Linked DNA regions of Mus musculus: region 2 is linked to region 1. A link is a contact called in public Hi-C data. All regions are on one chromosome and are shown on one strand. Each heading gives the region's core, a stretch centred on a gene start, on an enhancer-like site or on the middle of the called end of the contact. The rest is flanking DNA. Distances are from core to core; before and after follow the strand shown. Region 1 overlaps Zmynd8 (zinc finger, MYND-type containing 8). Region 2 has its middle 2.9 kb from the start of Gm29679.

Region 1 (5,685 bases), core at 3,113-5,612:
TGGATGAGTGAGCTGCAGGCTCTGCCGAAAAACACTTAGAGAGTGAACTGAGGGGACACACCTGATGGAGAGTTGTTTATTACGTCATACAAATGGAAATGGGCTCAGGTGGAGGAACACAACACTTAACTCCAGCCAGGATGGCCAGTGTGGTGTGGGCTGGATGGAGGATGGGAGATCCCTGCAGGTCTGCGGAGGCCACCGTTAAAGGCCCCTTCCTGTGCATTGTTTGTTTACTTGCCATGGCAATGTGTTATGTGTAGGTATGGATACATGCATACTCAATGAGTGCACATTCCTGTATGTGCCTGCCAGGGGAGGGGGCATGCACCTGTGTGTGTGTGCACACGCCTGTATGTGTGTGTGAGGCTTGAGGTCAACCTCAGAAACCCTCCACCTTGGTCTCTGGTTGTCTTGTGGGACCGTGTCGCTCAGGCTTGGAGCTGGCCTGTTAGGCTAGAGTGACTGGCCATTGAGTCCTTAGCCTTTCAAGGCTAGCACTATACTGATGAGACCATCTCCTCAGCCCAACAAATTGACAGCTTCTGAAAATGGCTATCAGGATCAGATAGACCATAGCCCTTTGGCCATCCTGATCTCTCTGCATTGGTGCAGGGGAGAGAGGCTCGGCGTCACATCTTTGCCTGATGCCCAGCTCGTTAGCTAAGAGTTCTGGTAGAGGCAGGGACTCTGGATTTTGACTCAATAGTCATTAAGTAAATGAGAACCATCTCACCTGTTTTTCTATAGTTTCAGGTGGAATCTTAGGGAGGCACCAGCCATCCTTCCTGGCCATGGTGTACTGAAATTACAGGGTTAAGTAAAGGCTTTCTGCTAATTCTAGCCTTTAGAATGTCAGAGTACTTGAGGTAATTTATCTACGGAATTCCACACCAGCTACTCAGTTGCAAGATGCTGGCAAAGCTTGGTCCTTGATAGATAAGTTTCAGCCTTTAAATGGTGAATCTTACGGGGAGGGGAACAAATTAAAATATCGCTAATGTGAGTGTGTAACCCTGAGGCAGGCTGTTTCCTGGTTACTGGTTGCCTGTGAAGTAATCCTCTTTTCTTATTCCCTTAGGAAATCACAAGTTGACGCAAATAGCAAAAGTCGTCATCAAAATCTGTGAGCACGAGGTACGCGGTTTGGGGGCTCTCCTAGAGGCAGGGCACCCCAGTGGGTGGCTGCAGTGACTTTTGTGTGCACTGTATCATGCATGGCATCATGTCTCTTCAAGCAACATCAGAGCAGGAAAGAGGGAACCCCAGTGTTACAGGAGGAGCCCCTTAGTTCAGCAGTGAAGATGGGAATAATCTTTAGGAAATTGTGCAGGGAATCCAGTCTTTGTCAGTTTGTCTGGTGTGACCTTGGCGTCTACAGTTGGGATTGAGTTAGGTAGCCGATGACATCATTCACAAAGGAAGGCTCCAGCCCTTCCTCCTTTTTCCTCTTTCCCTCCCTCCCTCCCTCCCTCCCTCCCTCCCTCCCTCCCTCCCTCCCTCCCTTCTTTCTTTCTTTCTTTCTTTCTTTCTTTCTTTCAATGGGGTCTCATTATACATCCTGACTAGCCTTGAACTTGCTGCATAGGTTGGGCTGGCCTCTGCCTCTGTAGTGCCGGGAGTAGAGGTGTAACCACTATGCCACCATTCCTGCCACATTGCTCGGCCGTGGTGGGTTTCCACCCCCCCTCATCTAACTTGATTGTGTGGTTCTCAGGCATGAAATTCCCAGATAACAGCATGTCAATGATGTCAAGAGATGGGGCCTTTCTACTAGTTGGTGGCAATTTTCTGACTGCTTCCAGGATAGCTATGTCAGTGTGGACACCTACCTGGGTGCAAGTGTGTGAAACTGTGTGTTCTTTCAGCACAGGAAGGGCCTATCTTTGTAAAAGATTCATTCACTCATTCATTTACTCGCTCATTCATTCATTCCTTCATTCCTTCATTGTGTTTATGGGTACCTTTGTATTTATGTCCATCATGAGTATCCAGATGCCTGAAGGGACCAGAGGCCATGCTCTTAGAAATGGAGTTACCTGTGCTTTCAAGCTTCCTGAGGTGGGTGCTGGGAACTGAACCCATGTTGTCTGCAAGAACATCAGGTGCCTTTAACCTCTGAGCCACCTCTCCAGCCCATCTATGTAAATTTAAAAAGTATACGTCTGTGTGTATTTCCTGCAGGTGATCAGCAGACAGTAACATTTCACTGTCCTTTCTGGTTGTATTGCGTTGGCAGCAAGCCTTGACGCACCCCTCACTCTTATCCTTTGGAAGGAGGGGTACAGTGCTCCCTCCCACTTCAGTCCCTAGTTACACTAGCTCAGGCGGACGGATGTGGGCTGAGGAATGACGATGTAGCAGATCACCTGCTACATACATGGGCCCTGCATGGCATCAGGAGGCAAGGAGCAATGTGAGAGCGCCAATACCGGGAAAATAATAGCTGCTAAGTATGTTGAGGAGACACAGGCTTTAGAGATCCACTGCCCGGGTTCAATTCCCTGCCCTACCTCTCTCTGCCACAGGGGACCCTCAGTAGGATATTTGAATTTTTAGGGCTTCATCCCTTTCTGCAGTTAAAATGAGATGATCGTGGTCTGACCTTGTCCCACTGTGAGAAGTAAATAGACACTCAGGCGTGGAAGACGTAGGCTTGGTTGTGTTAAGGTGTCGTGACCGTAGATACCACAGGATATCTCAGTAGGGCTCAGTCTGTGGAGTTAGCTGCTGTGTGGATTCTGTGTGTGTGGTGCATCATCCTGGACCACCTATGAAGTGGTGCAGGCCCAGAGTCATGTGCGGCTTGTTTTCTGAAGCCTCTGGGCTTGTCCGGGGTAAACTTTGACTTTAGGTGAGACCATTGGTGGGTTCTAAGCTGTGCTGTCCACCTGTTTGAATATCATCTTAAAGGTGGGCAGGACAGCCATGGTGTGGCTGATGTCCTGGTTGTTATTAGTCAGTCAGCAAACTGAGTGTGTACTGTTGTGAACCTATGGTCTCAGCACTTGGGAGGCGGAGGCAGGAGACTCTCTTGGTCACTTTGAGGCCAGCCTGAGCTACCTGGCAAGATTCTGCCGCTCTCTGCCTGCCCTGTAATACAAAAGAAGAACTAGCCGGGCGTGGTGGTGCACGCCTTTAATCCCAGCACTCGGGAGGCAGAGGCAGGTGGATTTCTGAGTTCGAGGCCAGCCTGGTCTACAAAGTGAGTTCTAGGACAGCCAGAGCTATACAGAGAAACCCTGTCTTGAAAAACCAAAAACCAAAAAAACAGAAGAAGAACTAAAAGAAGAAAATCTGATCTTGAAATGAAAGTCCAAGCACGGAAAGGGGTCGGGGATTTAGTAGGGCTTCCAGATGGGGGACCCCCGGGAGCCCCACACTCTTAGTAGGGCTTCCAGATGGGAGGCCCCGGGGACCCCACACTCTAATGTATCTTTCTCTTTACAGATGAATGAAATCGAAGTCTGTCCAGAATGTTATCTTGCAGCTTGCCAAAAACGAGACAACTGGTTCTGTGAGCCCTGTGTAAGTTGGATCCCGTTCTTTGGTTTCACTTTTGGAAACTCTGGTGCCTTTGGTGGCTACACCGAGATGACCCTCTCCGGGGACTTACGAGACGAGACTGGGAAGCTCTAATGGAAGTTGTTCTGAAAAAGTCAGGGCGGAGGGGAACTGAGCAGGCTTTGGCGGCCTCTTGGGCGGAACCGTTTTGTTCCAGAATTAAGTGTCCTGGTAACTGGGTTGACTGTCGAGGGGGACTGTGACAATTGGGGTGCAGACCATAGGATGTGTCAGAACCGCAGCTGCAGCTTGCTGTGTCATTTGAAATAAAGTCTGGTTAGTTCCTGTTTTAAGACCCTAGATACACATCCCTGGGGGACTGTCTGTCTCTCCAGAGAGATCGTTGGTTTATGGAAGTGCAAAGCTATGTGGTAAACTCTTCTTCGACAGTGTTGGGCGTTGACCAAATCCAGTACGTTTTAAGCAATGGTTTCCAGCCTTCCCAATGCTGTGAGCCTTTGGTACAGTTCCTTTAGCCGTAAAAACGTTTTGCTGCTATCTCCTAACTGTAATTTTGCTGCCGTTATGGATCATAGAGTAAAATTATATTTTCCATTGACCTTAGGGGAGCCGAGACCCACAGGTTGAGAACCACTGGTCTCCAGAGTTGGGCATGGTGAGGTGGAGAGAGCGGTGGCGTGGAGGGTTCGAACAGGCAAGACCGGCTAAGTAAAGGATGGCTCAGGCCTCTCCTTGCCTCTGGAGATAAACACCAGTGGAGCTAAAGCTTGGGGGAGCCCCAGCACACAGTATGGCTCCTGCAGCTTCTTACTTTTGTGTAACTCCACATTTTGTACAAACTTAGCACAGAGTAGGTGGTGACTGTTTCTGCGGTGCCTAAGGAGGTGGACTTTTTGGGTCAGCCAGGACCCAAGCCTTATTCACTCTTTTAGCTTTCAGCTTCGCGCAGGCGCTGTTCAGGCTACACGCCTGCCGGGGGTCCCCTTGCTTGCCTGGCTCATGTCCTATTTTGCTTTCTAATTACTGTGATAAACACCCAGGCCTGCAGCAGCTTGGGGAGGCATGGGTAAATTTCATCTTCTAGCTTATATAGTCCTTTATCCAGGGAACTTAAGACAGGACCTGGAGGAGATCGGCTCACTCCGCCTTGCTTCTCAGGGCCTGCATAGCTTGCTTTGTAAATACACCCAGGACCACCTGCCCAGCAGCGGCTTGGACCCGCCCACAACAGATGTCAATCAAGGAAACGCCCTCCAGCTCTGTCTACAGGCCTGTCCGACGGAGGCTGTTTCTTACTTGAGGTTCCCTCTTCCCAGATGACTCTGCTTGTGCCAGGTTGACGGAAGCCTAATTAATCAGCACAGGGCTGTGCCCTCCCTGCCTCCCTGCGTTCAGGTTACCTTTCAGACTTGAATGTGTGTCTTGCTGCCAAATATAACGCCAACCCTGCCTTTTGTTGTTCTTCTAGAGCAATCCGCACCCTTTGGTCTGGGCAAAACTGAAAGGATTTCCATTCTGGCCAGCGAAAGCTCTGAGGGACAAAGACGGGCAGGTTGACGCCCGTTTCTTTGGACAACATGACAGGTGGGAGCTTAAAACAGGCTGTGCGTGGAACTTTGGAGAATGCCATCACAGAGTGAAGGTGGCGGAGGGGTACTGTGTTGTTCTTAAAAGCGAACTCTACCTTTATTTATTTATTTATTATATGTAAGTACGCTGTAGCTGTCTTCAGCCACTCCAGAAGAGAGCATCAGGTTTCATTACGGGTGGTGGTGAGCCACCATGTGGTCGCTGGGATTTGAACTCAGGACCTTTGGAAGAGCAGTCAGCGCTCTTAACCACTGAGCCATCTCACCAGCCCGAACTCTACCTTTTATCACTAGTGACTACGGCTATTGTTTTTATATATTGTCTTAGCAGCCTGTGACCTTGTTATTGCAAAATGTTTTCTGGTTGTCTGCCAAGCTTGGTGAGGGGGGGCTTCGTCCAGGTGTTTTGGAGGGTTAGCTTCAGGCGTGTTGGGAAAGAACCTCGCCTCCCTGGTTCTCTTGGTTGGATCTGGCTTCAGAAGGAGTTCCGTGGCTCTGTGGCCTGCTGTTTGATGTAGACTTATTTATCCCTTCTGTCTTCCTGGAGTAAATGAACACCTCTGTGCAAACC
Region 2 (5,425 bases), core at 1,133-3,632, 730 kb before region 1:
TTCTGGGTTTTCTTTGCCTTGTGCTGGGTCTCTGGGCGTGATTTTGGGTGTTTGTTTGTTTGTTTGTTTGTTTTTCTGTTCTTTCCTCTTCTGTTCCCTTCTCTCCTTTGCCCTTCGTCTTTCTTCCATTTGGATCCAGGAGAACACAGGAAACCCTTGTCACCCACAGAGGTGCTTGTGGGGGGTGTGGCCGCTAAACCATGCTTACTGTCTTCCCCCAATTCCCCCACTTACCACTGGAACCATTTAGAACTATGACCACCAGGTGGCGCTGTGGGCAAGGCTGTCTTGAGAGGGAGCCCCTGCCTGCTTCAGAGTTAAGAGGCAAGGCAGAGGGGTAGTGGGGGCCAGGGGGTGTTCAGGAGTCACTTGAAGGTAGAAACTGCCCACATGCGTATGTCCCGACGCCTTTGAAGAACCAGTTGTGACATTCAGACCTGACACAGTGCTCAGTGACTTGGTGACACTCTTACCACTCTACAGAGGGGGAAAAAAAAAACCCACTCAGTTGGCTTAAGGGTCAGATGAGTAGTTCCAGATGCAGTTCCCAGTCAGAGGCAGGGGCATTACATATGACAAACAGGAGCCACCAAAGCCATTGGATTTTTTTGTTGTTGTTGTTTTTTGTTTTGTTTTTGTTTTTGTTTTTTGTTTTTTGTTTTTTCGAGACAGGGTTTCTCTGTGTAGCCCTGGCTGTCCTGGAACTCACTCTGTAGACCAGGTTGGCCTCGAACTCAGAAATCCGCCTGCCTCTGCCTCCCAAGTGCTGGGATTAAATGCTTGCGCCACCACCGCCCGGTGCCATTGGGTTTTATGGACTCTCTTTCAGATATGCCACAGGAGGGCCTGGCTTTATTCTGGGAACCCAAGCAGCAGAGAAGAAAGTGGAGAAGAAAGAACTGAACGGGCCTGAGCTCATCACTGGGAAGAGAAAGTGACTTTGTTAGTGTGAGCTCTGCTTCTACGCGTTCAAGGGTGACTGCTAGTCTTAGCAGCATCTTGATTGGATCTGGGGTCAACTAAGAGATGCGTTTGGGTGGATGGGTGAAAGTGTTTTCCCGAAGGACTAGCAGATGGGGGAGGAGGGAGGCCATCCCCCGGAACGGATGGCACCTTCCAGGATGGCCCAGATATGAAGAGTTCTGAAGGAAAGGCAACACTAATTATCTTACTTAAGATTTCTGTGCGGTGATGAAACACCAGGACCAAAAAGCACGTTGGGGAAGAAAGGGTTTATTGGGCTTACACTTCCACAGTGCTGTTCATCACCAAAGGAAGTCAGGGCAGGACCTCAAACAGGGCAAGAACCTGGAGACAGGAGGTGATGCAGGGGCCATGGAGGGGTGCTGCTTACCGGCTTGATTTTCTTGGCTTGTTCTGTCTGCTTTCTTAGAACCTAGGATCACCAGCCCAGAGATGGCACTACCCACAATGGGCTGACACCCCCCCCCCCATTGATCACTAATTAAGAAAATGCCTTACAGCTCGATCTCAAGGAGGCATTTCCTCAAGTGAGGCTCCTAACTTTCTGATTAGCTTTTGTCGAGTTGACACACAAAACCAGCCCATACATTGCTTTAGCCTGTCCTCACTCACTCTTCACTGATGAGTGCATCTACCCAGATGCTGCTGCCGCCGCCGCCGCCACCATCCTTCACTGAGATCAGAACCTAGGTCCTTTGGCCTTCCAATCAATTCCAGATCGATGCCCAGCTTCTCTCTGGGAATCCTCCAGGTCTTTGGGACCAGGCTGAGGCATCCAGCCTCACTACTGAGTAGCTAGCAGGTTCGGAGCCTCTCCCAACAGCTACGGTTGGACTCAGTCCTGTGTAAGTCAATCCAATTGGTAAATCCCTTTGTGACATATATTCGTTCTGTAGGCTTTTCTCTGAAGAACCCTGAAGGACAGTGTGGGACACTCCTTCCCATATGGCCTCTTGCTCTGACTTCATTATATTTATTCCTCTGTGTGTGTGTGTGTGTGTGCGCGCGCACGTGCGTGCGTGCATGTGCGTGCATGTGCACACACACGTGTGGGAGTCAGTTCTTTCCTCTTACTTGTGAGTCCTGGAAGATTGGACTCTGATTGTCAGGCTTGGAGGCGAGTGCCTTTACCCGCTGAGCTGTCTCGCCTGTCTGCATACCTGCAGTTTTAGTTTGCTCTGGGACCCACAAAAGCCGACATTGGTCTCAGACAGAGGCAGAAGCCAGTCACAGGGCCCTGCCTCTCTGGCGATGACTGGTAGCCATCAAGTCACTTTTGACCAATGAAATGCATGGGTGCTGTGCTGGAGAAACTCTGGAAGGTTCTTTGCTCTGTGGAGGCTTCCAAGGAGCCTGTTTTCTCCTCCCCGCCCCCTTCCTTCCTGCTCTAACCATCATCTGGCCACTCCTTCCCACCTCTGCCGCCACCACCCTATCGTGGCTTGGAAGGTTCAGGGCCTTTGCATAAGCTGCTCTCTGCAGACAGTTCCCACGAATCCTGAGGTTCCTCCCTCTGGATCTGTCTCAGATTCCCTGTCGGTGAGGGTCACAGAGCTGTGTGGGCATGCTTCTCTGTCCTCACCAAGAATTTGTCTTTCTCTGCTTCCCCCGGGGCCTTCCTTAAATAGTGACTGAGTGCAGAGCTGGCAGGTCACTCCCCAGGCCCTTCTTTCTCTGCTCCAGCTCATCTGTCCCCAAGGCTGAGGATGAGCCAAAGGGCCCAAGGGGACATCTACTCCCAGTGAGCAGATGAGGTAGATCCAGGGTCCTGTTGGGGCCTATGAGACACCAGGGTATGGGCATTAGCTGAACACCTACTGTGTGCTAGGCATGCATGGGGCACATCTCCTCAGCAAATGCTCATGATCACCCTACAGGGTCCCTGTGGGGAGGAAGGTAAGGACAGTGACAGAAGTCAGCCCACACCTCCATAGCTAAGGAGCCTCACAGTTAAGAACTGGGCCCCTGGCACCTGGGTCCAGGGCCTTGGTCGTATTCCAGGTCTCCCGCCAGAGCAGAATGGACGGTACAAGATGACCCAGGACACCGTGCATTTAAAGCTGTGGAGACTGAGGGTGGCTGACAAGCCTCAGTGACACTTCACCTTGGCACTGTTCAGGAAATGAGAACCAGGTAGCCTCAGGAAATATGACCCCAGGTGCTGAGCATGACAGAGAGGGGTAATAGAGGGCTAGCCTCTGCCTGGAGCCCATGAACTCTGCACTGGACTTTCTAGGCTCCGGTTTCCGGGCCAGCGTCTTACTTCTGTGTGCCTCAGGTTTTCTGTACCATTCTCCCTGGGCCTGGTGCAGGCTGGAGGAGGAGGAGTAGTCATATGACAGGAGATTCTGTGACCAAAGGTCCTTTGTCGCAGCTGGAGGTCTGTACTGTATCTGCAGGGATCACTGGAGGTGACTAAAGTCATCAGGTGTGTGGAAGAAGGCCACCGGGGCAGGCCTGGCCTTGGGGAGGTCTGAGGGGCGTTTATACATAGCCCTGATTACACACAGAGACTCTCCACCCAGAGCCCCCAGAGAAGCACCGTGACCCCACCAGAGGTGAACCAGTGGGCTTGCTTCACTTGGGTGCTACACTTAGGCCAGAGATGGCGTTTGGAGGAGGCTAGGCTGAGAGCACATGAGTGGAGATGTTCTGGGCCACACAGAACCAGGGCCAGTGGGCATCACCTCCTCTCAGTGGGAACTCAGGATCACGGTCACGGGAAGTCTGATGCTATCCTCCCCATGCACACCCCCCCCCCCCGCTAGATGTGACGGCTGGAGTTTGAGCCTGGCATGAAGTAGAAGGTCCTGGATTCAAATTTCACCCTCGTTCTTGGCTGGCTTCAGGAAAGGTAAGGAGTTGGCCAACAGAGAGAGGAGCTGTGATTTTCAGCAGGCCGAGACCCTGCCCCAGCCACTGACAATGTCACAGGCTCAGCATGCTCCTGCCACCGTTGCTCCTGTGGCCTGGCCACCATAGACATTGGGAACTTTAGGAAGAGAGCTGGGCAGTTGCCCACGAGCCTCATTGGCTTGTGACAGCTTCTTTTGATTAGAGAGAATCCTGTTCTGTCCTGTACTGCAACTTCGGAAGATTCTGTGCTGCAGGGGTTGGGGGCAGGGGGCGGGGCTCTGAGCACATCACAGCAGTTAGTGAATAAACAGCCTTACCGTGGACACATGCGAATATGTGTGAGTGTGTGTGTGCATGTGTGCTCTGTCTATACTGCTGCCCCACCGAGCTTTGTCTTCTCAAGTCTCGGTGCTCATCACTGCAGCTAGTGACCCATGGCCTCACTGGGGACACATGTGCAAGTGTGTGGTGAATGTGTGTGCATGGGAGTGTGCACACGTGAGGGTGCATCTTGGGTATGGGTGCATAGTCCTGTCTGCAGGACAAGATTTACGGTCTTTCGTGGCTCCCTCCAAATTCTCAGGATCCCCTGGCCCTCAGAGGTGTGATGATGCTTCTGTGGATGTGTGTGACTGGCTGCCTCCTGCTCCCGCCATTCTGACATCCCCGCAGTGACGGAGAGGATCCCAAGAGGATCCCCTGGGATTGTTGGCTAACGTAAACCCTTTCTGCTCTAGGCTGCTTGTGGTCAGGACATTTGATCACAGCAACAGACATGAAACTAGAACAAAGGTCAGCTCCGCCGAGACCAGATCAAAGCAGTGTCCAGCCCACAGGACACAGCCAATATCCGTGAAGGAGATGATTGATTGATGGAACGATTGGTCGCTCTGTGGGCAGGGGATGCTGGCCACAAAGGCAGAAGGAGCCCGTGTGGGTCCCCAGCACTGCTGTTAAACAGAACAAAGCAAAAAAAAAAAAAAAAAAAAAGCAGGGTATAGTGGGTGGAGACTGGTGAATCCCCTCAGCTCATTGGCCAGCCAGTCTGACTGAGCTGGTGAGTTCCAGGCTTAGTGACAGAGCCTGTCTCAAAAAACAAGGTGGAAATGGATAGAGGTGACACTTGGCATCAACTTCTGGCCCCCACATGCTCGGACACTCGTGCACCCGCATGTACCTGTGCATTTACCTAGAAACAGGCACTCACAAACACATGCATATCCTACACTCATACACATGTGTGCACATACCCTCCATACACACAGATGCATACAACACACACACACACACACACACACACACACACACACACCCTAGAAAAGCTCACTCCGACACTATGAGTAGGTTCAGCTCTAACTCTCCTACCTCACACCCCACCCATCTCTCTCAAAGCCTCCCGCATCTGAGAACTGATGGGAAATTTATTTATTTATTCTGATGAATATGTATTACTTCTTCTCAGACAAGATATGCATGTTTTAATAAGGAGCGTCTAGAGACACGATTCTTAAATCCAGGGACATCACCCCAATAACGAGAATGTAAGGCGATGATGAGGGTGGTGGGGATACTTAGGGCCCTGGGA

What was found. A called contact is a pair of places that touch in the nucleus more often than the background predicts.
Region 2: a Hi-C map of pro-B cells shows a contact between it and region 1, with 7 times the contacts expected there. The contact joins two enhancer-like sites. A contact is called at or near these places in 2 of 15 datasets of contacts at CTCF or cohesin (embryonic stem cells and large pre-B cells), 11 of 484 Hi-C or Micro-C datasets (the G1E-ER4 cell line, the N1E-115 cell line, cortical neurons and 6 more), 5 of 115 datasets of contacts at active chromatin or transcription factors (SST interneurons, T-cell acute lymphoblastic leukemia, bone marrow-derived macrophages and 2 more) and 1 of 9 other capture datasets (embryonic stem cells).

Annotation. Positions count from the first base shown.
Region 1 is chr2:165,832,733-165,838,417 of GRCm38.p6, reverse strand. It overlaps Zmynd8 (zinc finger, MYND-type containing 8), which reads left to right. Exons shown (of 23, transcript NM_001363020.1): 8 at 1,082-1,137; 9 at 3,451-3,528; 10 at 4,994-5,109. Among named protein-coding and RNA genes, the nearest start is that of Gm11465, 46 kb to the left of the region's middle. Within about 2 kb of position 4,362, at least 31 of the 459 cell types and tissues checked have an H3K27ac peak or open chromatin away from gene starts, as enhancers often do. A contact at or near this core is called in pro-B cells, where this site is marked.
Region 2 is chr2:166,558,933-166,564,357 of GRCm38.p6, reverse strand. No RefSeq gene overlaps it. Among named protein-coding and RNA genes, the nearest start is that of Gm29679, 2.9 kb to the left of the region's middle. Within about 2 kb of position 2,382, at least 9 of the 459 cell types and tissues checked have an H3K27ac peak or open chromatin away from gene starts, as enhancers often do. A contact at or near this core is called in pro-B cells, where this site is marked.